Linked DNA regions of Mus musculus: region 2 is linked to region 1. Evidence: chromatin contacts called from public ChIA-PET data. All regions are on one chromosome and are shown on one strand. Each heading gives the region's core, a stretch centred on a gene start, on an enhancer-like site or on the middle of the called end of the contact. The rest is flanking DNA. Distances are from core to core; before and after follow the strand shown. Region 1 overlaps Brwd1 (bromodomain and WD repeat domain containing 1). Region 2 holds the start of Get1 (guided entry of tail-anchored proteins factor 1).

Region 1 (6,829 bases), core at 2,597-5,096:
TTTCAGTACTGGCTGGAAGGGAATGGGCTAATAGTGGGTCCCTACTTGAGGTTAATGGATGCTGTGTTAACATTTGTGTTGGGGTATTGCTTTTTCTTAGGGTTCAGATGATTGCTTGGTAAAGATTTGGTCAACACATAATGGCCGCTTGTTGTCTACGTTAAGAGGCCATTCTGCAGAGATTTCAGACATGGCTGTGAACTACGAGAACACGCTGATTGCTGCAGGAAGCTGTGATAAGATCATTAGGGTGTGGTGCTTGAGGACCTGCGCCCCAGTTGCTGTGCTGCAAGGACACACGGGGTCAATCACATCTCTGCAGGTAACCTGTAGCCTAGTGACACCAAACCTAACTTCTGGAACTGAGAAGTAGTATATAATGTGATTATATGGTGTTTTAAAAACTTGGATATGTGTTTATTTCTTTAATGTTTCTGTTTGTTTGTTTGTTTTTGTTGTTTTGAGACAGGGTTTCTCTGTGTATCCCTGGCTGTCCTGGAACTCACTCTGTAGACCGAGCTGGCCTCGAACTCAGAAATCTGCCTGCCTCTGCCTCCCGAGTGCTCCCAAGGGATTAAAGGGGTGCGCCACCACCCGGCCTTTTTTTTTTTTTTTTTTTTTTAAACACTCTACATTTTATCACCCTACTGGCCTACCCTCTGACTGTGGATATATGTTTTTTTAAATTTATTTTTATTTTATGGGTGTTTTGCTCGTATCTATGTCTGTGCACCATTGTGTGTGCAGTGCCCATGGAGGCTAGAAGCAGCCCTATTCGTGCTGAGAATTGAACCCACATCTTCTGTAAGAGTAGTGCGACAGTGAGCGCTCTTGACCCCTGAGCCATCTCCAGCTCTGGTGATTTTTTTCCATAAATTATGGAATAACAACACATAAGGAGGTGGGGCTTTCTGGGTGAATTAGATGAGAGCCTGTTACAAACTGGCAATGTTAACGTTCCTGTTTAAAACTTGTGGAGTTGAGTTGATTAGATTAATTTTATAAATCTTGCTATAAGTGGGAAGTAGTTTTCAACATGAAAATGTGGAAAAGCATAGTGGGTCCCTGTGTCTGTCAGCTGGCCAGCCTTCCTGACCACTTCAGGTTGTAGCTAAAGCAAATTCTGCCAGTGGCAGGTTCTTTTGTAACTGTTTCAGTTTGTAAAGTCTAAAGTATAATTGTTTTAAAAACAACCTACTTGGTAAGGTTAAAATTGGCAGTTGTCATGCAAATAGAGTAATTTTATTTAGTTTGAATTGCAAATAAAACAACTTGCATATCTTGTGGTTAGTTGTTATAGAATTGAAAGACACTCAAGTCCCTGCTCTTCACTGCCAGCTCTGCTTGTTGGAGGGCCCTAGGCGACTCAGCTGTGGTCTGGTGGAGTGGCATCCTGGGTGGCTTCCCACTTTGCTTTGTGTTTCTTGTAATTCAGTTTTCTCTGACAGAGCAGTGGTACTCGGGCATTCATGAAGTGACCTTTAGGATCTAGGTGTCCTGGAACTCTACCTCGGCCTCTTAAGTGCTGGGGTTTAAAGGGGTGCATCTCCACCACCATGCCCAGCGATGGTAGCCGATTTGTGAGGCTTTGATGGCTGCTGCTGCCTTTGACTGGATTTGGTGTGAAGTACAGAGTTGGTTCCATTTTCCTGTGCAGCTCTGATTTGCTAAGCTTGGAGTGCCCGGTGTGAGGATTATGTTTTAATATGCTTGTAGCAGGCCTTGAGAACTCTTGGTTATAGCACTGCTGTTTCATGGAGAGGATCAAATTGAGACGCCAACTCTCTTGTTAGAAGGCACAGCATGTCTGATATCCTATGTTAGAATCCATTGATTACCACCTTGCTTATCTTAGAATTGCTAGAAACACTGCACAGAGATTAAAAACTAGGCTTTATAATGAGATATGCATTGGTCACAATGTAATAAATAAAAGTACATAGCCGGGTGTGGTGGCGCGTGCCTTTGATTCCAGCACTTGGGAGGCAGAGGCAGGCGGATTTCTGAGTTCAAGGCCAGCCTGAGTTCCAGGACAGCCAGGGCTACACAGAGAAACCCTGTCTTGAAAAGCCAAAAACAAAAAACCAAAAACAAAAACCCAAAAAAAAAACCCCAGAGTACAGAAGAGAACTTGTATTAAAATGTTTATTGAATGTCTGACATGGATTCATGGGTTAGTTGGAAGGATAGATATCTGTTGTGCTGGATTCTGGTAAAATACGAGCAACCCTGTCACAGAAGAGTTTCATCCTGGAAGTGAGGATGCTCTAGAAATAAATCTGCCTTTGCAGAAACCAGAGCCCAGCTTCAAATAGTCTCAGTTCTCCTGGATCCGTAATCGCAAGTCTGGTGCAGGCTAGAAGCATAAGTTGCTTTATTTAGAGACAAGCAAACCTAAGGCATAAAGGAGGAGCATTAGAGAAAAGTGCAACTAAGTCTTAACTCTGCTGTTGATCTATAGCTGACTTAAGAGCTCTGTGGCTGAAGCTCTGTGTGGTGGCATGGCCTTTAGTGCCGAGTTCAAAGCCAGTCTGGGCTATATAGCAAGATCTTGCTTCCTGAAAAACAGGAACCCAACCCTCAAAAGAACTGCAATCGATGAGTTTAGAAGAATATGGATACAACAAGAAATTGGAGAAAGAATTTGTGAGTTGAAAGGTCAGAAGAGAGAAGAGAGAGGTTTTGCTCAGGTAGACACTCTGTAATTGAAATTTTTTCAGTGGAGTATGGAATGAAGCAAACATGTTTGAAGGATGTGGACTGTGTGTGCGTGCACATACATAGACACACACAGTTAACACATTAGAAAGTGTAGATAAGAGTGTGGACTGTGTGCATGCGCGCACACACACACACACTCTTAACACATTTTAAAGTGCAGATTGAGTGGGTGTGTTGGGCAATGCTTGGCAAGCCCAGTGTTCCAGAAGCTGAGACAGGAGGATCACTGTAAGAAACCATTGTGGGCTACGTAGTGACATAAGAGCTAACCAAGGATGCAGAGCAGTGAGGTCCTGCTGCAGCTGCAGCACTGCTGTCAAGCTGTTAGAAGCCAATGTGTCAGTCTAGGCAGGATCAGCAGAGCTATAGTGGAGGGAAATGGGGCGGGCAGCAGACTGTGTCTCTGGAGGGTTGGTGCAGAACCCCTGTGATGTAAGAGCATATTTCTAGACACGGCACTGTCAGTATTCTTTATTTTATTGGGCTCAGGGTCTAGGAAGCCTTCTGTCATATGTTCTCTCTCCTTTGCCCAGTTTCAAGTTCTCTCTCTTGGTTGGGAATTTCTCTATGTAACTCTGGAACTCTTTCTATCTACACTTTGCTCGTCTTGAACACAGAGACCCACCGGCTTCTGCAGTGCAGTGGGGATTAACGATGTATGCCTAGCTCACCATTGCCTAGCTAGCTAGTTGGTGAGCACACTGTACCTGCCAAATACAGATGTCTGTCTTATTCTGATGTTTCAGTAGAAGTTGGTATTTTCTTTAGCTCTGCTTATTCTGTAAGGTCTATAAGTCACTGATGTTATTTGGAATGTGCTCTTGTGTTGCCACCTCCCGTACCACCGGTTGCTTCCATCTAGATCTAAGATGTCACCTTTGTCTTGTACTTGGGTCTAATTTAGGTTTTTCCATTTGTCATTATGCCCATGTACTTTTCCTGGACGAGGGTCTGGTTTTTCCACTGAATAGTATGATATGTTGAAGCTCCGGTCTGGCATGCTTCTAGTATCCTAAAACTGGATCTCGACCATGTCAGATCAAGACATGGCTTGTGGTTCTTGTTTACTTATATTGAAAGTTCATCAGAACCACATGTGAGTGCTCCCAGAGTTCTTACTGATGTCACCTACAGCTTGAATTTGTACTTTACTTTCTTAGCATGTTGGTTGACGTGAGCTTGAGGCAACTGCTAAGTTGTAAGCTGAGGAGAAACTCTGGAAGATGATTCATACGTGTTTTTGACTTTCAGTTTAGCCCGATGGCCAAAGGACCTCAGCGGTACATGGTTTCTACGGGCGCTGATGGCACTGTTTGCTTCTGGCAGTGGGATTTAGAGTCCTTGAAGTTCAGGTGAGTGATCTGTATGTGGTGGTTTCTCCTCTGTAATGTAATGACGGGCAGTCTAAATGTTTTCCTCCTGAACTTCTTATTGCATGTGCTTTCATTACCTTCACTCTGACAGACAGAGATGCTTAAAGGACTTAATAGCTCACCGTTGTGTAAGAAAATTCAAGTAATAGATGTGGATTTAAAACTGAGAGAAATGGAGAGTTAAGTGTGGAATCAGAAATTCAGAAAGTAAGATGGTATTCAAGAACATTGGCTGCTGGAGAGTAGTGACTGCAGGCTGCCAGTGAGTACTCAGTACCTAGAGTAGTGACTGCAGGCTGCCAGTGAGTACTCAGTACCTAGAGTAGTGACTGCAGGCTGCCAGTGAGTACTCAGTACCTAGAGTAGTGACTGCAGGCTGCCAGTGAGTACTCAGTACCTAGTGTAGTGACTGCAGGGTGCCAGTGAGTGCTCATAATACTATATTCAGTTTGTATAGAACTTGTAAAGATTTTTTTTTTTTAGGCAGGGTTTCTCTGTGTAGCCCTGCCTGTCCTAGAACTCACTCTATAGACCAGGCTGGCCTCAAACTCAGAAATCTGCCTGCCTCTGCCTCCCGAGTGCTGGGATTAAAGGCACGTGACTGGCTGACCTAAAACTTGCTATGCAGATCAGGCTGGCCTGTAATTCACAGGGATGCACTTGCCCCTCGGGGGTTAAAAGTTGTGACATTGTGGCAGAAATTTATGAGTATGTCTTGAATTAAATTGGGAAATTTTATATATATTTGTTTTTGTTACCATGTTGGTGAACAAATTTTGAGATTATACGCATGTAGCAAATGTTTTACTTGAATTTATAATGTACTCCAGCCTCCAACTTTTCAGTATTTTTGATGAAAATTGAAGATTGATACTGAGATGTATTTTGTCATACATGAGAAGGAGCTAGACTCTAAAACCCTTTCATTGACAAGGCATTCTCACAGAAGCATGTTGACATGGCTCACTTGGCTCTGTTACATTTATGTGGTGTTTGTTACTAAACTCAAGTTTGTCTAAGGCAAGCAAGCAGCTTACTAGTTGAGTTAGACCTCTAGCTCAAGGAGCTGTTAATAATGCTACTATGTTAGGCCTGAAGCAATAGTTGGGGGCCAGTGATACGGCTCTTGGTGCAAGCTCCTGCTCTGGAAACCAGATGACTGAGTTCCACCCTGTCGTGGTGGAGAAGACGACATTCCTGAAAGTGGTCCTCACCTCTGTGAGTGCATCATGGCATGTGTGCACTCCGTAATCATAGAAAAACCTCCAGTGCTCTAATTAAGTGTGTTATCATGTATTCTAAAGGCATATCATCTTCTTTTAAAGTCCACGACCCCTGAAGTTCACGGAAAAGCCAAGGCCTGGTGTTCAGATGCTGTGTTCTTCATTTAGCGTTGGTAAGATCATACTTGATGCTTGCTTTTCCTTAGTTTAATTTAGCATTTACTGAATCAGAAAGGTAGCTGATGACTTCTGTTCTTACTAGCTGAACCTACAGTGGCCATTTTAATTTTTTCTGTACTTAATGTATATTTTCATGTAGATTTTTAAGTACTGGGTTTAAGGAAACAAAGACAAACTTCAGACCTTAGAGGTAGGCTTGACAAAGGAGGTGATGTGAAGCCACCGCACTCCCTTTCTTATCTAACTCAGAGTCATTGAGAATCAAGGAGGCTCATAAGCCATTCCATGATGACATGAGTGGCCCTGTTTAGGACATTTTTCTTACATTCTGTCTACCTACAGATTTGTTTATATTTAACACAGAATCTTGGTAAAATTATAACTCTTAATCTTTTCTTGTTCAGTGGACTTGTTTGGCAAATTTTGTAGAGTAGGTCCAATGCAGTATCCTCAGGAAATGACCCTGTCACAGGTGAGCTCTACACTGAAGCATCTGCTCAGAAGCCAGGGTCTGCTTGTCCTTGGTCTTCAGGCACCGATGGATGCACAGTGTGGTGCTGCCTCGTCTCAGTAGAGCTGTGTGAGAGAGATATAGGGAGTGTTCCTAGTAGGGTTAACTTCACCAAAGCCAAAGAGTTGAGCTTTATAAAGGAATCTAATGAGCTGGAGGATGGATTTGTGGGGATGACCCTGATTTCCAGTAAGAGAGCTTTCTACTACATGTATGGAAGTATGTTTTGTTAGTGTATTTGTGCAAGCTACGTATTTAAACCTTAACATTTTTATTTCAGGTGGTATGTTTTTAGCTACAGGTAGTACTGATCATGTAATCAGAATGTATTTTTTGGGATTCGACGCACCTGAAAAAATCGCCGAGCTTGAAAGCCACACTGTAAGCATTTCTTTTTAAAATTCTGTAAATGGTTAATAATTCTTTTATTTCTAAGCTGAATTTTATTAATTTAGTTGGGTGGTTGTTGCTCAACAGATTACTTTTATTTTAAATAACATTTTTCCCTTGGGTTCTCTTGAGACAGGATATGGTCTTCCTTTGTTGTAGTTCATGGAACTGTCAAACTCACTATTCTCCTGCCTTAGCCTATTGAATGCTAGGATCATAGCTGTATGCCACTCTGCCCTACTTACTTACCGTCTCTTTAAAAATGGTGTGTGTGTATATGTGTGTGTGTGGGGGGTGGGTTGGTGTGTGTGGGGGGGTGGAGGTCTGTGGGGTGCTTGGTGCACGTGAGTGTGTGAGTGTATTTGTGTGTGTGTCTGTGGCATGGATGGTGTCTGGGTATGGGTCTGGGGTGGGTGGGGTGTGGTCCACTT
Region 2 (6,829 bases), core at 1,994-4,493, 84 kb before region 1:
GCCCTGCTGGCCCAGCATTCTGCCCAACACCCAGAACACACCTCTCCGTCAAGGCCCCAGGAGTACACCCTGTAGGTTGCTATGTCATCCTAACACTTGGAAGCCATACAAAATCCTGTCCCAACCAGGCATGGTGGTGCATGCCTTTAAAATCATTTAACCTCATAAATATGAGGCAGGCAATCTCTGAGTTTCAGGCCAGCCTGGTCTAGAGAGTGAGTTTCAAGATAGCTAGGAAACTCTATCTCAAAAAATAAATAAATAAATAACATTCCAAACAAGGGCTTTGCTCAGAGTCTGGTCTGTGGAAAGCGAGTACCTAAGGCTTGGAGCACAAAGCAAAGGGTAACTTCAAAACTGCTGAACACACCTCGAGAAGCTGGCTACACCAGCCAGGCCCCTGAAGCATGTGTGCACATGTGACTGACAGCAGAGCAGGGTCTGTCAGGAACTTAGCATGGGCACCAGCACACTGCAAGTCCAGGACGGCCATGCCAGTCCTGGGAATTCTGCAAAACTCACAAGAGCCTCACCCACCTGTACTCGTCATTTCAGGGGCACCAGAGCAGCGTACCTCCCATGTATGAGCACACGGTGTGTCCAGTGTCCCCTTCTCCTAAGACAACATTGGATCCCTTACTTTATAAATTACACGGTCTCGACTACGCATGTCGTGACCGACCTAAAGGGAAGGACCCTCGGGAAAATTCCATCCAGGACAACCACAGGCACCAGACCCACTCCAGCTGACAGAAGCCATCTAGGAAAGCCTATGGCAAGCAGCTGAGTTTCCTGAAGATGGTCCACCATTTTTGCATGGCTGCAATGGGTGCACTCTGAGAGGCAGGATTCTCAGAGACTTCATTCCAGAATCGCTTCCCGCTGCTGGTATGCATTCCTGCCACTGTTAGAAGCTCATGTAGCAATGCTGTATAGAGGAACTGATAATTTCCTAATTCCTTATCATGATTTTATAGAACTCCTAAACTGATACAAGTAAGCTACAGTGCCCATCCTTTGTGAGGAGGGACTAATACAGAACACGCCCAAGTCTGGTCATCGTGTACTGGAGGACCCTGAGTCGATCACAGGATCTCTATCTCCTCCCGCCCTGCTAGCTACTGGAAACTCATGACTCAGTGAGGAGGATGGCCCAACACAGCCTCCCTAAACATCTGAGTTCCATTCCCTTAGCTCGACTGTGAGGTGAAAGGGAACAAGACACAGGACAGGAGGACGTGGAACCCTCAAGGTAAGGATCCGGCTCAGGAGCTAAAACTCCTGCTATACAAGCACAAGGAACCACCTGAAAGGTGAGTGTAGATAGGGAGGGAGCCAGGGTCCCCACAGCAAGCTAGCCCAGTCAGTGTACTCTGGGTTTTACTGAGAGACCCTGCCTCAATGAATAAGGCAGAAGAGTGGCCAAGGGCTATCCTTGACACCAACTGACCTCAGCCTTACACACATACACACACACACACACACACACACACACACGGTGGAAAAATAAAACACACAAGAAAGCAGAATGAGAACACACATAACCACAAGGGATTGCTAGCCAAACACACAAGCAACTTTAACCACTGAAACTAACAAAAAGATTACAGGGGTGAAGGACTAGATGCCTCTCCAGAAAGACAGATGATGAAGGTATCATGTTCAGTCTCTCCTACCAACCGTCCACAACACAGATGACTGCAGTGATCCCAAATGTGTGGGTTCACATGCTAGGTATTCCCCATTCTGCAGAGAGTGTCAAATCCCACAGATGGGGAGGGGGGGTCTCACTCACAAATCACACAGCCCAGCTACAAGTCAGAGTTCCCTTGACCCCTCTTCAGGCTTCACCAATTTGCTAGACCAGCTCACGAAACTCAGAGCAAAAATCTTGCCCACTGGTTTATTACAGAACATGTTTTCCAAGGCTATAGATACAGGTTAGAGAGATGTGTTGGGGGTTAAGCACACTTGTGGCTCTTTCAGAGGATCCAGGTTCAGTTCCCAGCATGCATGTGGCTGCTCACACCATCTATAAGTCAGTTCCAGAGAATGTGACTGCCTCTTCTGGCCTCCTCAGGCAACCTCGTTCACATGGTGCATATACATACACTCAGAACACACACACACACACACACACATAAAATCTTTAATGGCTACAGATTAAGAGGGTGGAGAGATAGCTCAGTGGTCAAGAGCACACTCACATAGTGGCTCACATGGAGTCCTTGACTCCAGTGTCAGGGAATCAATGCCCCTTCTGGACTCAAAAGCACTGCATACGTGTGATGCACTTACATACATGCAAGCGAAACTCTCACATAACAAATAGTTTTTTTTAAATGGTTTAAAGGCTACAGATAGCAGGACAGATGAAGAGAACTTTGCAGACAGGTCATTGAGTGTGGGGACATCCATCCCCAGTTAGTAGTCCCCAATCCCTCTTCCAGTACACAGAAAAGTCCTTCTAAACCTTTCTGCATCCAGTCCTTTGGAGAACTGTGTGCAGACTTCATTATACAGGCATGAGTAAAATATGGAAAGTATGTTGGGGCTGGAGATGGCTCAGTGGATAAGAGCACTGGATACTACTATAGAGGGCCTGGGTTCTGTTCCCAGGACCCACGTGGCAGATAACTAATGTCTGTAACTCCAATTCCAGAGCATCCAGCGCTCTCTTCTGGACTCTGCTGGCAATGAAAGCACACAGTGCACAGATACACACGCAGGAAAAACACCCCCCATACATAAACAGAAACCTGAATGTGCAAGAACGGTATGGCCTGTTTAGATTGCTCTGTAGTGTTCCTTGTTCCCACGGACAGAACAGAAGGGGGCTCCCTGTAGCCGGGGATCAGCCGCTCCGGAGCCAGGCACCTGTGAGGATGCTGGGCCGGGGCTGCTCCTCTGTCGCGAAGCGTGGCTTGGGACCTCCCACCCTCCAGAGCTGGTTGCAACCTCGCGATCTGTGAGAAGCTCGGAGGCACCTGGAGGAAGAGAGCTTGCAGCATGGACCGCGCAAGGCCCCGCGCTCGGCCGCTCCCCGCCCCCGGCAGCTACTTACAAACGAGGACAGGGACGGCAGGAGGATGCGCAGCAAGTTACACCCGAACACGAAGCTCAACACCAGCAGCCACGCCCAGCGGTCCGTCTCGGACGCGCTCATGCTGGATCCCAGGCACCTGCACCGCTACGACAGCGCCATGGTGACCGCGCCTCCGCGCTCGCCTACGCCTGCGCACTGCAGCCCTGCTCCGCTACGGCAGCGCCTGGGAGCAGCGTCGTCAACTGCGCCTGCGCACTGCAGTCCTGTTCCGCTATGGCAGCACCAGGGAGACGGCGTCGTCAACTGCGCCTGCGCCGGCGCGCCACGGCTAGGGCTACACGTCGGGCCGCGGTGCACGCACGCTACACCTCCTCTAGGGGGCAGCATGGGATGTTACTTAGCAGCCATTTTCGCCTTTCGCCTTCCCGGCTTCCGTAGCCGGGTGATAGCCCACTTCGGGAGGCTAAACAGGTTTTGGCAAACTGTGATTGCTTGTAGTAACCGAAAACTATTTACGTTCTTACTGAGTTAACTAACGCACTTTTATTCTTTTTTATGTATATGAATTTTTTTTAAAGATTTATTTATTTATTGTAAGTACACTGTAGCTGTCCTCAGACACTCCAGAAGAGGGAGTCAGATCTCATTACTGATGGTTGTGAGCCACCATGTGGTTGCTGGGATTTGAACTCCTGACCTTCGGAAGAGCAGTCGGGTGCTCTTACCCACTGAGCCATCTCACCAGCCCTCTCACTTTTATTCTTAAATAAATTTATTTTAGGATAAGCCTCTGCATGAATAGAAAGTTACTTTATCATAGATGGTAACTGAAACTGTTTCCTAAACCGTTGTCGCATGTAAAATGGTTCGACTACATTTTAAAACTAAGCACTAATAAACACGAACAATGTAGAAAATCGTCACCCTAAAAGATAAGTTTATTCATCAAAAGACATCACATAGTGACTGGTAGAGACTTGCCAAGCATGTGGGAAGTCTTAGGTACCAGCCATGCTCAGCACGCACAAAGAAAAAGTTTACAGTGAGCTTTTAATAAAATTATCTAAATTTAGGCAATGATGAGTATTCATAACAAAAGAACCGCGGCTCACTTGTATATGGGGAATAAAGTGGAAGATAGTTGGCTGTCTTTTCTGCCACGTTAGTCAGAGAACGGGTTACTTCTAGAAACACTGCCTGTGTTTCTACCAGCAGCGGTGGGATGAATTATCTCAACGAAAGGGCACGCTGACTAGGAGACTGCCACTCCATAACCTTCCCTTCCAACTGGACTGTAGACAGACTGCCAGGTGCTCTCTCTCCACGCTGAGGTTTTAGATAGATTAAGGAAGAGCAGCCTCGTGAGAAATTATGGCAGTGTGTCTAAGTCTCCCTCCCCACAAACCCACCTTGACACATACACACACACACACACACACACACACACACACACACACACACACCTGCTTGCTCTTCAATCCCAAATCTCTGCTTTTTAGAATGAAAAGGAAATTATCAACCAAGGTCCCCACTGTACAGGAGGACCACTCTGTTCTTGGTGAGGCGAGATACTAAAAAAATTTCTGGTGAATAGCCTATAACATACATGCAGCTGGGGTGGTGTGATGGTTTGTATGTGCTCAGCCCAGAGAGTGCCACTATTAGAAGATGGGCCCCTGTTGGAGTAAGTGTGTCACTGTGGGTGTGGGCTTTAAGACCCTCATCCTAGCTGCCTGGAAGCCAGTATTCTGCTAGCAGTCTTCAGATGAAGATGTAGAACTCTCAGCTCCATCTGCATTATGCCTGCCTGGAGGCTTCCATACTCCCTCCTTGATGATAGTGTCCTGAAACTCTGGACCTGTAAACCAGCCCCAGTTAAATGTTGTCCTTATAAGAGTTGCCTTGGTCATCGTGTTTGTTCACAGCAGTAAAACCTAACAAGACAGGTGTCTAGGAGAAGCTCTTCCTGGCTCTCAGGGGCATCTCAGTTTGACAGCTCCTAATTCCTGTTGAGCACTCTCAAAAACAGTTCTCAGCTGAAGACTGAGTTCTAACATGTATAAAGAAAGTGTGAAGGGCTGGTGAGAGATGGCTCAGCAGTTAAGAGCACTGACTGTTCTTCTGAAGGACCTGAGTTCAAATTCCAGCAACCACATGGTGGCTCACAGCCATCCATAATGAGATCTGATGCCCTCTTCTGGGGTGTCTGAAGACAGCTATAGTGTACTTACATATAATAAATAAATAAACAAACAAATCTAAAAAAAAGGAAAGTGTGAAAATATCAATCAAGATCTGGTACAAATTCTGGCACATAAAGTTCATAATGAGCTCTTATTTGTGTTTTGATTCTGCTATTGTGACAGGGTGTGACAGTTCTGAGGTTCCTCCATCTTGTGGTCTTGCTGAGGCTAGTGGTGGCGCACGCCTTTAATCCCAGCACTCAGGAGGAGTAGGCGGATTTCTGAGTTCGAGGCCAGCCTGGTCTACAGAGTGAGTTCTAGGACAGCCAGGGCTACACAGAGAAACCCTGTCTCAAAAAAAAGAAAGAAAGAAAGAAAGAAAGAAAGAAAGAAAGAAAGAAAGAAAGAAAGAAAGAAAAAGAAAAGAAAAGAAAAAACGAAAAGAAAAAATTTCATCTCCTTGATGGAGAATGCCATGGAAAATTACCCAGCCCTACTCTAAGGACCCAAGGTCAAGATATCCCAGATTATCTTCTCTTAAACTCTCTGCCTGTACAAACCTTCTTTCCTGCACAGCAAAAGATGCCTGGATGTGGTTTCTGCTTTCTATAACCCTGTGCTCTGGACACTTAGTGCTACCCTCGGGTCTCAAATACCTGACTGTAGTCCCAGCTGACTGGAATAAAGACTTTCAGTTGACTAGAAACTGTCTGAGTGGTCATCTCTGCTGGGCTCCACATAACAGTCATCAATAACCATACGTTTAGTGGATTGGGATTTAGTAAATTTGTTATCTTATAGTCCTAGAGTTTCAAAATGTGAAGTGCATCTCACTGGGTTAAAAATAGACCATCTTCCTTCTGGAATCCCTCAGGCAAAGACCAACATTTGAGGCCAGCAATCTGACCTCATGGCTCTCTTCTGTTTTCAAGGTCCGCATCACAACCCTCTGCTTGGACTTGGAGTCAAACATCCTTCCCACCTCCCAACTCCCTCTTTCACTTTTGGAAGCCTATGATTACACCGGGTCCATGCAGACAACCAAAGATAATCTCCTGGGCTAGAAACCTGCAACCAGGCAGACTACAGGCGGCATATGCCTACATAACACCAGCACTCAGGCAGATTATCCTTGGGGTGCACAAAGACTTGAGAGACCCTCTGTGATTGACATATCTTACTAACTGCAAGACAGAATAATAAGATAATGAACCCAAAGTCCCCAGTCCCCAGTTTCTTCCTACTGCTTAAGTAAATAAATATGAGTATTGCAAATGATTACCACCAGACAGAAGACTGTGAAGAGACACGGGCTTAGATAGCCATCCATGTCCTCATTCTAAGTTGGATGAGGTGGCTGGGAATGTGCGTGGTATGTATTAGCAAGCGACAGAAAATAAAAGAGGGGGCTGGAGAGATGGCTCAGCGGTTAAGAGCACTGACTGCTCTTCCAGAGGTCCTGAGCTCAATTCCCAGCAACCACATGGTGGCTCACAACCACTTGTAATGAGATCTGATGCCCTCTTCTGGTGTGGCTGAAGTCAGCTACAGTGTACTTATGTATAATAATAAATAAATCTTTGGGCCGGAGCGAGCAGGG

The links. ChIA-PET counts read pairs in DNA pulled down with a chosen protein or histone mark.
Region 2: an RNA polymerase II ChIA-PET map of memory CD8 T cells shows a contact between it and region 1, with 194 read pairs. The contact joins the promoter of Get1 here to the enhancer-like site in region 1. A contact is called at or near these places in 4 of 39 promoter capture datasets (the 3T3-L1 cell line, hippocampal neurons, liver and 1 more), 2 of 15 datasets of contacts at CTCF or cohesin (the NIH/3T3 cell line and embryonic stem cells), 17 of 484 Hi-C or Micro-C datasets (B cells, CD8 T cells, MC3T3-E1-derived osteoblasts and 12 more), 14 of 115 datasets of contacts at active chromatin or transcription factors (the HPC-7 cell line, bone marrow-derived macrophages, craniofacial prominence and 11 more) and 3 of 9 other capture datasets (adipose tissue, liver and pancreatic islet).

The regions. Positions count from the first base shown.
Region 1 is chr16:96,058,243-96,065,071 of GRCm38.p6, reverse strand. It overlaps Brwd1 (bromodomain and WD repeat domain containing 1), which reads left to right. Exons shown (of 42, transcript NM_145125.3): 8 at 101-322; 9 at 3,973-4,073; 10 at 5,420-5,490; 11 at 6,289-6,389. Among named protein-coding and RNA genes, the nearest start is that of Brwd1, 21 kb to the left of the region's middle. Within about 2 kb of position 3,846, at least 5 of the 459 cell types and tissues checked have an H3K27ac peak or open chromatin away from gene starts, as enhancers often do. A contact at or near this core is called in memory CD8 T cells, where this site is marked.
Region 2 is chr16:96,141,814-96,148,642 of GRCm38.p6, reverse strand. Get1 (guided entry of tail-anchored proteins factor 1) reads right to left here and starts at 3,243. Exons shown (of 5, transcript NM_207301.3): 1 at 3,065-3,243. The coding sequence starts at 3,166.